Linked DNA regions of Danio rerio: region 2 is linked to region 1. Evidence: chromatin contacts called from public Hi-C data. All regions are on one chromosome and are shown on one strand. The core of a region is the stretch at or near the end of the contact, and the rest is flanking DNA. Distances in the headings are between cores, read along the strand shown.

What was found. Hi-C and Micro-C count contacts between places; a contact is called where the count stands out from the background.
Region 2: a Hi-C map of an unstated tissue shows a contact between it and region 1, with 3 times the contacts expected there. The contact joins the promoter of tfec here to the enhancer-like site in region 1. A contact is called at or near these places in 2 of 18 Hi-C or Micro-C datasets (caudal fin and an unstated tissue).

Annotation. Positions count from the first base shown.
Region 1 is chr4:6,466,549-6,469,310 of GRCz12tu, reverse strand. It overlaps a transcript of tfec not described here. Among named protein-coding and RNA genes, the nearest start is that of tfec, 52 kb to the left of the region's middle. Within about 2 kb of position 1,375, at least 4 of the 62 cell types and tissues checked have an H3K27ac peak or open chromatin away from gene starts, as enhancers often do.
Region 2 is chr4:6,518,488-6,521,187 of GRCz12tu, reverse strand. It overlaps tfec (transcription factor EC), which reads right to left and starts at 1,285. Exons shown (of 8, transcript NM_001030105.2): 1 at 1,064-1,285; 2 at 77-322. The coding sequence starts at 1,123. The region is part of intron 2 of LOC141381572 (a long non-coding RNA gene); the gene reads left to right.

The sequences.
Region 1 (2,762 bases), core at 126-2,625:
TTGGTTCAATATTTAAAAAAAACATTTACTGTAGGCTTATTAGTATTAATTTTTAATAATGTCTATATTACATTTTGGTCATTGTTTCAATAGATTTATTTTTTATTTATTTACTTATGTATTTATACGTAATTACTATTATTACTAAATATTGCTAATTATTAGTTATTAACTGTTTTAATTTGTTCTCAATGTGTCTGAATATTTATTATTATTATTATTATTATTATTATTATTATTATTACTGGTATTTATTTATTTATTTATTTATTTATTTATTTATTTATTTATTTATTGTGTCTTCATTTTTCAATATGGTCCCAAAATGGAGAAAAAAAAACTTTTTAATTATTAATAATGATGATAATGATTGTTTTAGTTATAAATACTTTTTTACATAGTATTTTTATTATTAATATCGAAAGCAATGATTTCAATTATTGAATTGAAATCATTGCTTGATTTTTTTAATAACATTTCAATTTACTGTAGGCTTATTATTATTGTTTTGTATTAATGTATATATTATAGTCATATTATAGTCATAGTTATTATGGTCACATTGTGTAAAAAGATTTATTTTTTTATACATATTTATTATTATTATTGCTTCATATTGGTAATTATTGATAACTGATTTAAATGTTTCTCGATATTTATTATTATTATTACTTTTATTTATTCATTGTGTTTTCCTATTTCAATATGGTCCCAAAAAAAGGTTTAAATTCTTAATAATAATGATAATTACTTTTTAATTTTATATATATATTTTATATCATATTTTATTATTAATATTTTTAAATTATTGTTTCAACATTTTTCTAGAATATTTATTTCAATGCACTGCATGTCTATTATTGTTTTGTAATAAAGACTATATGATGTGTTGGTCATAGTTTCAAAATATTTATTATTATGATTATTATTATGATTATTATTATGATTATTATTATTATTATTATTATTATTATTATTATTATTATTATTATTGCTAGTAATAATAATACTAATTTTATAATTATGTGTTTTATTTTGGTCTCAATGAGTCTAAATATTTATTTATCTGTGTCTTGGTTTTTAATATGATGGTTTTATCCCAAAATAAAAAATAATAATAATAATAACAACAACAACAACAATAATAATAATAATAATAATAATAATAATAATTACTATCATTAACATTATTCTTAACAATAACTTTATTGTCTGTTTTTGTTTTTTTATCTTTGTTTAGCATTTTATTCTGCTTTGGGCTTACATGAGCTTTTATTTATACATTTTTTTATCCCAATTGTTTGAATATATTATTTATTATTTATATATTATTGTTATTTCAGTTTTGGGGGAGCCTCATAGACCAAACAAATGTTTGAAATATAAATTTTGAAAAATACTGTTTATAAATGTTTATAATAGCATTAAATGAGCATCATTTCAGACTGCTGGTCTTTGCAAATGATCTAATATTGGCAGTGTATCGTTGTGGTGTTCAGGACAGGTGCAGAATAAATACATATTTTTTGCGCAGTCATACCTCGTGTCACAATTGCGACAGCGGCTCATGTGCTCAATTCAGACGCCCCCTGAATAGGCACCCAATTAAAAAATGAGTGCAAAAGAAACCACTTCCTCTGCAAACAAGGAATGGGTGCAAAAAAGTCCCATGATGGATGGAATTTCCTGTATGAAAAACAATATATGTGACGAGACCCGAATAGAGGAAGTCTGATTGAAAAGTGTGGTGGAGGCTGCAGCTTTAAAATAGTTTTTTGCTTTGTCACATTGTTGCTCTGTAAACACACAGCGTGAGTCTTGAAATACATTACTCAACAGCAGACAGATTCATCTACACAAAACCCTCACAAAAGACAGACATTAAGCAAACATTTTTGCCAACTTCAGCTAATAAATTAAGTGCATATTAGAGAAAGATTAAAAATCAAAACAATAGAAGTGTAATATGGTTTTATATGTTTTTGTTTCTATTTTCTGTACATTGCAATGTGTTTTTATATCTGATCCAAAGATAAATGTACATTTCTTCATTTCTTACAAATGTTTTTTATGATTTACAGAATATAAAAACACTAAAGACAGACAGACAGACAGACAGACAGACAGACAGACAGACAGACAGACAGACAGATAGAAATCTTGTCATGCATATTTACATTAAAAGTTACTATTGAAGAGATTCTATTTCTAAATAACAGTGATGCCACAAATAATTCCTGTCACTTTTAATTCTTCATACTTATTCCTATTCTTCAAACCACCAGGTTTTATCCATTTGCCAGCTTGAGCTTTTTTTAAAGGATAAAAATGTTTATGAACATTTATTTTTCATTTATTAATTTTCCTTTGGCTCACTCCCTTATTTATCAGGGGTCACCACATTGGAATGAACCGCCAACATTTATTATATTATATTATATTATATTATATTATATTATATTATATTATATTATATTACATTATATTATATTATATTATATTATATTATATTATATTACATTATATTATATTATATTATATTATATTGTTATATTATGTTATATTATGTTATATTATGTTATATTATATTATATTATTTATATTATATTATATTATATTATATTATATTATATTATATTATATTATATTATATTATATTATATTATATTATATTGTTATATTATATTATATTATTTATATTATATTATATTATATTATATTATATTATATTATATTGTTATATTATATGATACTGTTATATT
Region 2 (2,700 bases), core at 36-2,535, 52 kb before region 1:
CAAATCTGAATATTGATGAGAACAAACTCACAGAGAGAGAGAGAGAGAGAGATAGCAGATGGCAGGGTTTACAAACCTCACTGTCGTGATTGTTGGCTAGTGTTAGCAGGGTAACCGGGCTTCCTGGCGTGCTGCTGTCGCTCACGGGTGGCATGTGTCCATTGCGCATGACGGGCACCGTGCCCAGGGCCTGTCCTGGGAGTGGATGGGCAACAGGGTGAGCTTGGCTAGCGAGTTTGCTGCCCAAAGCGAGGTACTGTTTGACCTGCTGTGCCTGCGTCTGGTTGAGGTGGTACTTGGAGTTCTCCAGATGACTTTGAACCTTCAATGAAATTTGGATGAAATGGTTCATAAATGATGTCCTGACTTGTTATATCGAATTTTTTTTTCAATTAAAATCAACTTGGTTTATTCATTACAAAAAATAAAACAATGTAAAAAGTATTCATATTGTAAGCCTATATATAATTAATTAATAATAAACAATAATGTCAAGCATACCATGTCTTTATCTCAGTTAGGTGTTTAAAAAAGATTCCCTAAAGTGACTTAACTAGTATAACCCAATATTCGCCAATAAACAAACCAATATGCCAAACAAGACCCAAATTGAAATCGATTAATTTCTTTACTCTTACATTGTGATCCAATATAAAGGGGCAGTTCACCCAAAAAATTAAAATTCTGCCATCATTTACTAACTTCTGACTTGTTCCAAACCAGTTTGAGGTTTTATTTTTGTTCTGTTTAACACTAAATAAAATAATTTTCATAGTATTTGTATGGAACATTAGGAAATAAGACATTAAGACATTCTTCAAAGTATCTTCTTTAGTGTATAACTGAACAAAAACACTTAAACTGGTTTGAAACAAGGTTCCATGCAAAGTTAGATATCTAGTCAAAATGTCATTATATGATTTCATTATATGAGCAAAAGCAGATCCAGAGAGGATTTCAAACGACACCAGGATGAGTAAACGCTGACAACACATTCAAAAAACCCAAAACATCCTTAATTCTTGCGCAAAACCAGTCAAAGCAGAACGTAGCAAGTCCTTACGTTGGCAACCCGAGCGCCGTCTCTCATCTTGTAGAAACTACAGTCGGTTAAATGTGGCATTCTCAAACCCAGTAGGTCCACGAAAGTAGGATCCCAGGAAAGCGACTGTTGTCCCCGTCCGGTCTTTATAAGCGAAGCAGGAGGATCTCGCTGACCTAATTAGTACTAACACCAGGCCCTTTTCCCTCAAGTGGAGAGATTACTGATCTGACAGGTTTGATCACAGCTGGGCCGAGGTCTTTCGTCTATATTGCTAATTCATTGGCACCGCCCTGTTGTGTTTGCGTGAAGCGACCAATCCCAGACTTCCCTCTTCTGCCACTTCTGCTTCAGGGGGTACAAGACAAACACTGCTTGTTCAGTGCGGTTTCCAAATGACCCAGAGGCTCATCTCTTAGGCGCATTTCACTACACAATATTGTCTTGTAGCTGTTTTCAAAAACTAACTGTGGTGAACCCGGCTGCGTACTCTAATTTTAGTCGATAATATATGGTGAAGCTAAATTTAGGAGGAAAGCATTCATTCGGGGTGACCCGTAGTAGTCATTATTGTGTTGTATGGGTTCACAAAAGCACAACTGTTGAGTTTCTTTAATGGGGGTCAAAGTGTTTTCAGCAACAAGAAGAAGAAGACGAAGAAATGAACTTCTTTTGACCGCTGACTAAAAATACTGGACGCAAGTTATGTTTAATTTGATCAAAGCGGCTATTGGAGATAACAAAAGAGACGTTTATTCCATTGGAGATCTTAAATGGAAAATATTATCCCATATGCACTGAAATAGTTATTTAAGGCCTCGCAGGATGAATCCAAAACCCAAATCGGATCTTCTATGCCCCTTTGACTGCGTATTCAACAGTTCAGTGGAGGTCTGTCTCTGTTTATCAGCCATCGCAAAGCTCTTTTCATTGCACACACTGGATTTGGCTTCAAAGAAAAAAAAGAGAGAGTAACTTCTCTCTTATCCCAGGCAAAGGTGAAAGAAGCCATTGTGTGCCTGAGAGCTCATCTCTGCATTGGGGAAGGGTTATTGGGCTATGTGTGCTAAAGGGCCGCGTTCCTGACTTACATCTCTCTTTTTCTATTGTGAACGCAGGATATACGACTGTTAACCAATTACAGCTTGTAATGCGATTGAAGTTGAAGTGATTTTGTTCACAAAATGCGGTGCAGACAATGGAGGCCTTGTGTGTGAAGATGTATTAGATGCCATTTTTAAAACAACATCAGACATTCATTTAATAAACGTTCAGGGGGCGGATTGTGAGATGCTCACTGATACAGTTATAAGGCAAGAGTTTTCAGCACCCTCAAGAGAAGATGAGATTTGCACGCAAAATGTGTTTGTAAACTTGAGATTATTGCTGGAAAAATGTTGCACGGACATGAGGTGTAGCAAATTGGCACGCGTTAGTGAAGTTAAGCTAATGAAACTCAAAATGTGGATTGAAAAATGTTTATACGCACGATACTGGAGGCCATGTTGAAGATCAAAATCCAATTTCAGTTTTCAGTGGTATACTAGGGAAATCTTGAGTTGCATGAAACTAAAGACACATATCTTTGGAGAATACTTCTGGTTGCAGATAAAAAAGCTATTACACGTAAATAGCTTTTGTCAGTACTTCCCACTTTA